2 separate regions of the Oryza sativa genome follow, and region 1 is linked to region 2. A link is a contact called in public HiCAR-type data. All regions are on one chromosome and are shown on one strand. Each heading gives the region's core, a stretch centred on a gene start, on an enhancer-like site or on the middle of the called end of the contact. The rest is flanking DNA. Distances are from core to core; before and after follow the strand shown.

Region 1 (4,973 bases), core at 318-2,817, 250 kb after region 2:
TTCTATACCTCTTCCGTTAGTTGACCGTTAAATTCCTACCATAAATTCCATTTTGCCCTTTGGTATTGAGAAAATATAAATTTATGATTTATATTGATGGAGTATAAAAATTTATTATATACAACTATTATGAGTTTATTTTGTGAGATATTATTTACAAAAATAATTTTTATCTTGTATGAAAAAAATAAATTATCATAAATAATATCTTGCATAACAAAGTCATAAATAATATTTATGATAATTTATTTTTATATATGACATAAAAATAATTTTTTATTATTTATTTCGAACATAAATAGATTTATCTTATAAAAATATTGTACTACTGTAACAAAATATGCTATATATACAGTTTTTAATGGTAAAAAATATATTATATTTGTTATTTCTAAAAATAAACTTTGTCATAGATATTTTTTTTTGTTTTTCCTTCACGGAGGCGAAACTAAAATATTATTTTTGTTAAATAATATCCCACAAAATAAACTCATAAATAAAATAGTCGCATACAATAAATTTATACACTCAATCAATATACTTTATAAAATTATATTTTCTTGATACCAAATGGAAAAATGGATATTATTGTAGGAATTTAACGGTCAACTAACGAAAAGGGTATAGAAGGGGTCAAAACTGAAATTTAGAAGTATGGAAGGGAACGAGCAAATCTCAGAAGAATAGAAAAGATTAGGTAAACTTTCAGGGTACACATGCAATTTTCTTGAAATAAAAACTAGTAGAAGTAATTAACTAAACCAAAATAATAATCCACAGGTTTCAATGTTAATATCTTCTTTCTATAAAGCTAATACCCACTAAATACCTAAATCTCAACATGCAATCATTGTATTTATTAGTACTTCTAAAACCTACACGCAAGCATGCCACGTCAATCCAGTAAACACGTAAAGCTCAACATGTAAGTATATAGTAATTATATTTATAATTTATTTTATTCTAAAATTAAACATACACATGCTAAATAACCATTCTCAAATCATTTTTATAATATTTCAATCTAAATGATTTCATCATTTCTCCATTATACAATATATATCTCGCAGCAAAGCGTGAGACATTATTTAGTTCATATGGTATGACTGAAACAAAAAGTAGGAGTAGTATAGTTACTAAACCAAAATAATAATCCACAGGTTTCAGTGTTAATTTAGGTAAGTATCACTGTATCATCAGCCGCTGTTAGTATCTGACGAGATGTCATCATCAAATTCAAAAGCAAAGGGGAACAACAAATACAGTAGAAAATTAATCTTTTCTCCGACGAAAAACCAACCCAAATCAAGAAAAATTCGTAGCAAAATCTCCTTGATGCTACCACTACTACTATTTGCCGGTCTAAGCTAAGCTTTCTCTCAGTCAGTCTACAATTATTATTATACTACTATATCAAATCCAAGACTGCTTTTTGTCTAATCTTCTTTTTCTTTGGTCAACCAAGGGCATGGGGGCCCCACTATATCTTTCCATTAGGCTAAAGTTATAAAAGAAGCAGCAGCAGCTATAACTATAAAATCTCCCTCCATTTTTAGTCTACCTTTCATAGAGGAACAACGAAGGATCAAGAGAGAGAGAGAGAGGCGAAATCAAGGCCCTTTTCTTTTCTTGCGATTTCCACCATCGCCGCCCAAAGCAAAAGATTAGATAAGCTTAATCCCCACAAAATTATAAGGATTGTTAGACAGGAGGAGTAATCGATCAGAGAGGGGAGAGGGAAGAGAGATCGATCGATGAAGTCGCCGTTGCTGAGGCTGAAGGGCTTCGGCCACCACCAGCAGCACAGGGAGAGGAAGTCGCGGCAGCCGCAGCCGCAGCCGACGCCGGCCAAGCTCGACGAGCTCGCCGACGCCGCCCAGGTGCGCGAGTCCATCGACTTATTGATTAATTGATTGATTTATTGATTTCTTCCTCTCCTCCTCCCATCTATCTCCTGTTTTTTTTTTTTTTTTGGGATTTCTGTGATCAAATCGGCGTCAAAATCGGATCTTGGGAGGAGCCCTATGCGAAATTGCGATTTTTAGCCACCCCCCGCGTTGTTTTCCAGGTGGAGTGCGCTGTTCTTTGGTTGGTGCACTCGTTTATTGATTAGGTGTGGATGCTCAAAATGATTTTACTACTAGTAGTATTTTGGTTATTCAATGCGGCTGGAGGAACAGAGCTCGAACTGTTTAAATAGAAATTGATCCATCAATTTTCGTTTTTAATTATTTTCTGATGGTCATTGGTGGTCGTTTAGAATAATCAAAGCTTTGAACTTGCCCCGTGTTGATTCAAGCGTGCAGAAGGACTAAACTTTTATTTAATCCAAACCAGGGTGTGAATAACCGCCGGAAACCGCGCGGTTACCGCGGTTACCGCCCGTACCGCGGGGGTACGGTTACCCGTACCGCGCGGTACGGTTTAATAAAATTCATCCAAATTTAAAAATTTAAAAAAAAAGAAAAAAATCAAAAAAAATAGTGAAGGTAGTGCTTGATTTATAGTGTTTTATGGTGAAGAAATTTCTCAAAAAAGAGTAATATTTATTCAAATTTGAGAGCAAAACGGAGAATAAATTTGAAAATTGGAAAAAGAAAAAAAAATGGGCCGGCCCGTTACTGTGCAACCCATTACACATCGCGCGGTAACCGCGCCAAACCGCGTGGTTACCGCGTCAAACCGTGCGGTAACCGCGCCAAACCGCGCGGTTTGCCCGAATTTTTGAATTCAAATTTCGATTTGTAAATTTGTCGCGGTTTTGCGCGGTTACCGCGGTTACCGCCGGTAACCGCCGTACCGCCGGGTGGCGGTAACCGGGCCCCCGGCGGTTTTTGAAACCCTGATCCAAACAGTAGGAGCCTCGTTTAAATTAGTATATCGGATGTTCAAAGTAGAGTAGTTGTTAGGCTAACCTCCACGAAAACGACGTGCAACTTCTCTGCAATTTTGCCCTTTACGTGTTTGCCCGGGAGCCATTCTGCTCGCGGGTCATGTCTGGTCAAAGTCTACGATAGGAGAGGACGACGCGTCCATCGGAGAAAGTTGCTGCGAAGATAGCAATCGATTATATTTAATATAATCTCGGTCAGCTGTTCGACGTAATCTTGACTGGAACTCTGGATAAAGTATGAACGCTTATCCAAGAACACGCACGAGATATTCCGTTCCGATTCCGCGTCGGTCTCTGGTGCTGAATTGGGAGTTGAACCATGAACAGAGAGGAGTTTCTGAAGTACGCCAGCTTAGTTGCAATTTCTGACTTTCCACCAATTATTGGACAGAGTGACAGGCAATGCAACTAATCTTGATATCTTTTGTGCCATCTGAATGATGACACTGAGAAGCACTTGCAATGTAATGCGCCATTAAGCTGGAGAAGTTGTTCTCAACAGCCTACTGCTACTGTTGGTCAATGACAGTGATATGACAGAAACTGTTTTTCCCTTTACTTCGCCTTATCAGATATATGTCTAAGAGGACTGTGTGATCCATGTTTTACTGGGCAGCTTATAATTTATTCTGCTTTCTAATGGGTTCAGCTTGCTGTATTTGGTACTTCTACCCTTTCTTAGGATTGTGGCTGCCTACAATTTATTGCTGGCCAGCAATTAAATAGTACTAGTCTATTGGTAATGGGAAATATTTCCTTTGCATTGTTGCATTCATAACTGAAATATGGTTTTGCGTTTGTCTCAGGATGTGGAAGAAATGAGGAACTGTTATGATGGCTTCATTTCAGCAGCAGCTGCTACAACGAATGGCGTATATGGTACCTCCTGTTTCTAAATTCTAATGCTTAACATGGTTTCTGTCAACAGTTGATAGCATGTTTGTCTATACATCATTTCTTAAGTTGATCATAGTGTAATATTGTGCAGAGTTTGCTGAGGCTTTAGAGGAACTGGGAAGTTGCTTACTTGCAAAACCTGTGCTAAATGACGACGACGACGATAGTGGTGAGTTGTCCATTATTAACCATATAGAAATTCATGGTGTAAAACATCGCGTTACTAGATTCTAACCACTATGAAAACCATGTATGCTTGTACTTCCTTCAGTCCAAAGTTTCCTTTTGTTGACTACTGTAATCGTTTTTATGCTTATTTTTTTACCTTCAGGCAGAGTGTTGATGATGCTCGGTAAGGCCCAATATGAACTACAGAAATCTGCGGATAGATACGTAAGTTACTTTTGTTGTTACTGTGAATTTTTAAAACAACAATTTGGAATTCATTATAGTTATTTAAATTTTTTTACCACGTTACAATCTGTTGGTGCTGACACGCTTTTAAATTGGCTATCCAGCGAACAAATATCATCCACACAATCACAACCCCATCTGAATCTCTTCTTAAGGAGCTGCAAACTTTAGAGGTTTGATATACAAAATTTCCTCTGAAATCTTTGCTCAGTTATGTATTCTTATAATTGAAAACAACAACTGCTACCACTTTATACCAATTGTTTATTGGCTACTCATTAGTTGGTTAATTAGGATTGCCTGTGAACCACAGGAAAAACAATATGTTTACATCAATGTAGCATGATATGCTTATACATTTTGTTTGCATTGCGCAGGAAATGAAACAACAATGCGACATGAAAAGGTTCAAACACACCTCAAGTTCATTTTCATTTTTGGTCATTTCTCACTGAGACGCATCTTGAACAATCCTATTCTGTTCCCTGCAGGGACGCATATGAAACCATGAGGGCATCCTATAGTGACAAAGGAGGGTCAAGGCATTCCAAAACCGAATCATTCTCCACAGAACAACTGGACGCTTCTTTTCTTGAATACCAAGAGGATTCAGCACTTTTCACATTTCGCTTGAAATCATTAAAGCAAGGGCAATTCCAGAGCCTGTTAACACAGGCTGCTCGCCATCATGCTGCTCAGGTAACTCAATGAAACTGTTAACTATTTCCCTGAGATTTGAGTGCCACATAACCTAACTGTATATATATTC
Region 2 (4,827 bases), core at 185-2,684:
ACTCTCATCTCATGTGATCTTCCTTGCAGTCGGCTTGCTCCATGTCACTTGGCCTTGGGGAGGAGACCATCAGCGCTTCATCGGTGCTTGCGATGCCGATGGTCTCCTCACGAACAACAGGGTTCAGAGGAATCGCAACCGACCGATCAAAGTACATTCCTTTGCGGTCGACCGATTGGGACAATCTATAGTTGACGATGATTTGAATTACAGGTATACAAGCCAAATGTCTTACTTGGATGTTGCCAAGCGGATGCCAGTAAATTTTTGTTGCTTCCGGAAGGCAACTGTTTATTCCACCCCTATAGCTTAGCTGTAACATGAGTGTATAGTTCGATAAAACTTCCCTTGAAACACTGTCCATACCCAGGTTGTTGTATTTCTTCGAAACAGGTGCCTACAATACTTGTATAAACACGCCACACATGTTAGAACAAACTTCAATGATTCAATTCACTCTTCCCATTGGTGTCCCAAGCAACTTTCACCCTGTTTTTTTTTTTAATCCTGCATCCTTCCCAAATTATATGCAGCCTCTTTTTGTGGAGATATCTTCATGTCATCTCGTGGAAAAGCTTCAGTAATGACAGCGAAAGACGTAGCCTTTCAAGGCAGAAATTTGCTGGCATGAAGCGAGCGTATAGTTATATAACTTGTCTGACCTGTCAATGCAAACCTATATGCTATTATTAATGACTGGTACAGCTACCGCTCTCCTGACGCCGAAGAAACGAACAGTAGCTAATTACTCCAATTGTAAAGTCACTGAGGAAAGACGGCGATGTGTGTCGATTAGTTGGCCAAATTAATCGTTGGCGATGGGTATATCACCACGTATAGTCCATAGTCTATACGGTATTAAAAAAATCTTTTTTTTCTTCGAGTACTAGTAAACGATTAATCGCACGACCGTGTCATTGTGCAGTTTTTTCCACGATACTGCGCGGAACGGCACTGTCTCTATCGATCGATGGCCATTTTTTTCCTGCAGGCTCATGAATCCGTGGTCCTGGAGGTAGGGAACACACGTATAACTTTCTGACAGTCACACACTGCGGGAGAGGAAAGTCACCGGGTTCACAAATGCTACCTGTCACTGATCATCGCTAGTTCCTCAGCCTCTTGAAATTCACAGAATTTTGCTCAAATTTTAATTTTTGGTTTACATCCCCCCGTGACACGTACGCGCACCAAACCCCAATTGCAGTGGCTCCCCGCTGATTGGGTTGGGTCGGGTTAGCTTTGGTTTCAATGCTGACCGTGTCAAGAGCCGAGCGCGCGAGCAACCACCACCTCCACATCGCTTCACGTAGACACGTCCACCTTCCGGTCGTCTTCCCTCCCTCGCGCGGCCACCGCGTCATCGTTCGCAGTCAGCTCGGTCGGTCGAGTTCTCCCTTCTTAACCTCACTCGTTCTGGATCTTCTCCTCTCGTTCTCCCCTCTTCTGCTCCGTACGTACGTGTTGGGTGCGCGCGCGTTGTACTGGAGGAGCTGAGGAAGCGATTGATCGATGGATCATCGGTGGTGGCCGCGGCGGCGGCCGGAGCCGGCGGCCATCGACATCACGTGGGTCTCGTGCAGGGGCGTCAGGTCGTCCGTCCCCTTCCACACGCCCTGCCTCTACGCCTCCATCTACCTGCACCACCCGTCGCCGTCGCCTTCGTCGTGCGGGCGCCGCCGCCCGCACCGCGTCAAGACCGCCACGGACCGCGCCGGCGGCGGGAACCCGGAGTGGGACGCGCCGCTGCGGCTCTACCTCCCCTCCTCCTCCTCGTCGTCGCCGGCGACGTCGAGCGACAACAAGGACGAGGTTCTCTTGCGGTTCGAGCTCAAGTCGGAGGTGGCCGTGCTCGGGGACGTGCTGTCCGCGACCGCCGCCGTGCCGGTGTCCGAGCTCGTGGCGGACGGCGCGACGCGGCGCGTGTCGTACCAGCTCGCCGGGCCCGACGGGAAGCACCCCAACGGCGTCATCTCCTTCTCCTACGCCGTCCACGCCGCCGCCGCCGCCGACACGTCGTCGTCATCACCCAGCAGCGACGCCGACGACGACCGGAGGAGCACCACCACCACCACCACCAGCGGCAGCGAGTGCGACGAATACTCCATCACTCCACCTCGCTCAGCCGCATCCAGAGCGATCACTCTCCCTCCGCCGCCGCCGTCGTCGACGATGTACCCGGCAATAGACTGGCCGCCGACTGAGCAACTCATCCCCATGCTACTCTACCCGCCGGCGAAGCCTCATACTACGGCCATTGTCAAGGGCTCGACGTGCTACCCTCCTCCGCCACCGCCGTCGTCGACTCCTCCGGTGGAGCCCGTCGCGGTATTCCCGCCGCCGCCGTCGCCGGCGTGCGGCGTGTACTACCCGCCACCGACAGTGAGGGAGCCGGTCATCAACAGAAGCGGGATGTACCCGAAGGTAGACCTTGATATTCCGGTGAGTTGCTACCCGCCGCCGCCGACGGCGGCGACGATGTACGGCGGGGGATGCGGGTACGCGGCGGCGCCGGAGTGGGACGGCCGGTGGTTGCACGGTTGAATATATAGCACGTGCGTCATCGTCGTTGCTGCGCGCGGGTTCGATCGTTTCTTCATTTGTGCCGCGCGCCCTCTGCCTCGTTTTTTTAAATTATTTTTGTGTTTTAAATTTGTTTGTTTGCTTAAAGGTGTGTGTTCACGCTAAAATTAGAAGTTTGATTGAAATTGAAACAATGTGACGGAAAAGTTGGAAGTTTGTGTGTGTAGGAAAGTTTAATGTGATGAAAAAGTTAAAAGTTTGAAGAAAAAATTGGGAACTAAACCAGACCTAAGTTTAAGTTTTGGGCATAGGCGGAGAATGTGGGCGGCCTGTAGTTCTTCTTTGCTGCTTCAATATACCCTTCCTACTGTATTTTGTAATTTTTTGAGAAAATATACTGTGCTACTCGTTGGAGTTCTATGAATTACAGGAGCTTATTACTTTATTACTTTAGCCTATATAAACAATCATCTTTACTCGAATTACAAATTAATTAATCTACTGGCCTACACTAGAAGCCATTGAAATTGATTCCTTGTTTTTCTTCTTTTCTTTTTCTCCTTCTTCGGCTTTGCTTCTCTTCTTCTCGCTAGATCGAGCGCCGGTAATTGAGATAGCGTTATTAACCTCTTCCAGTGCAATTACAGATCGGTATCTATTAGGGTTTAGGGTTTTGGCCGAGAGATTAGAGCATCATTGGTACGGCTCGGGAGCTTATCTCCTATTAATACTCAAAATCAGTTTTAACCGATCACAAAAACTAATTTCTCTCTCATCTCTTTAAATTAGACTCGTGGGCTCATCCAATAAAATCAACCAACACTACTATAATCTGTTTTCACTCGGGAAAAATAAAAAATGGAATTGCTAACCTTCATGCAACAAAAATTTAGGAGGATTTTTATTGAATGTTTGACCATTGAATACGTGTCAAGATTGGCATCCACAATAAGGCGGCAGTGGTCCTATTCTGGGTTAAGGTCAGGCTAGGAGGGGGTGAGGGGAGGAGGAAGAAGGGGGTTTCCCTGACAATTAGAAGGATGGTCATGGGCGGCTTAGGATTGGCAGTGAGCGGTGGACTAGCTAGGGTGGGCGCTCATGCAGTGGCTGCAGCATAAAACAAAGTGACTAGTTAGGAGGCAGTGATCGATGGTGGTGAATCCAATAATGGTAGGCGGACAATATCGAAGACGGGGAAGATGACAAGGTGAGGGCCCCTCACTATCGTCGGCTTGAGGAGGAGAAGATGACTGGGGGTGGGAAAGTCCGGTCAGGGAGACCTCGCCGACATTGTTGGCCGGCACCTTTCAGCTAGCTGGTGAGGCTGAGTGGCGGCAAGCTGGGAAGGTGACGGTGGAGTATTGAGTGCTCGAGCATGGTGGCGGATTCAAGTATATAGGATGGCAGCGCTGAGAGTAAGGACGGAGGGGTTAAGATTATGGATGTGTGCACGAATCTTAAAAAGCAATCCAACAATCCAAAAATCACATAATTCTAGGCAGTATTCCTAATCAATTGGTACTTGGTATATAGATAGACCTAAACATAAAACACAGACACATGTAGGCGATACTCGATCATGCAGCCTCTCTACTGTGGGCGCATACATCTCCCACAGAGTTATCGTAAGTTTTATATACTGCATCTATTTTATTTAGATAGATGACATTATTGACTTTCTAAGTACATATAACATTTGACCATTGTCTAATTCAAAAAAATCTATTGTGATTATAGAAAAATATAAATCATTTTTAAAGTTTTTATAATGAAAAAATAAGTCACAACAAAATAAATAAATGATACTCTTTTTAAGGTAAATGGTCAAATGTCATGCTAAAAGTAAAAAACGACAAAATCTAGGAGCATAAAAACAAAGGGTGTGGTTACATATTCACTAAAATTATATTGTAATTATGTTTAGAATTTTTTTTGGAATTTCATCGAATATTAAATATGTATTTCCTAAATTAAATATTTTGAAAAATAAAATTAACAAATATATTTAAAAAAAATATAAGTAATCCAGTAGAACAAAGTTTTCTAAGCTAATTATATGTTATAAACCTTGGAGTAAATAGTTTGTCGAAATTATTCGATGGATAATGAAAGAACGGGGTAAATTTCTGTCTTTACACTATATAACATGATAACAATTCAAATTCAACCTTTGATTCGTGATATTGACGACAAAACGAGTGAGCGACTCTGACGCAAAAATTGGCTACAAAGTGCTGCCTCTCCGATATGAGATTCTGTCTACAACCTACGTGGTTTTAAAAAAGAAGAAGAATACAACCTACG

What was found. HiCAR-type assays count read pairs that join an accessible place to other places.
Region 1: a contact with region 2 is called in a HiCAR-type map of leaf, with 3 times the contacts expected there. The contact joins the promoter of LOC4329474 here to the promoter of LOC4329483 in region 2. A contact is called at or near these places in 1 of 15 Hi-C or Micro-C datasets (leaf) and 1 of 4 datasets of contacts at active chromatin or transcription factors (leaf).

What each region holds. Positions count from the first base shown.
Region 1 is chr2:19,046,500-19,051,472 of ASM3414082v1, reverse strand. It overlaps LOC4329474, which reads left to right and starts at 1,567. Exons shown (of 11, transcript XM_015772263.3): 1 at 1,567-1,880; 2 at 3,700-3,772; 3 at 3,882-3,959; 4 at 4,126-4,183; 5 at 4,309-4,377; 6 at 4,582-4,610; 7 at 4,696-4,903. The coding sequence starts at 4,133.
Region 2 is chr2:19,299,822-19,304,648 of ASM3414082v1, reverse strand. It overlaps LOC4329483 (formin-like protein 7), which reads left to right and starts at 1,434. Exons shown (of 1, transcript XM_015771611.3): 1 at 1,434-2,947. The coding sequence starts at 1,513. The coding sequence ends at 2,544. It overlaps LOC4329484 (probable magnesium transporter NIPA8), which reads left to right. Exons shown (of 13, transcript XM_066307590.1): 13 at 30-477. The coding sequence ends at 191.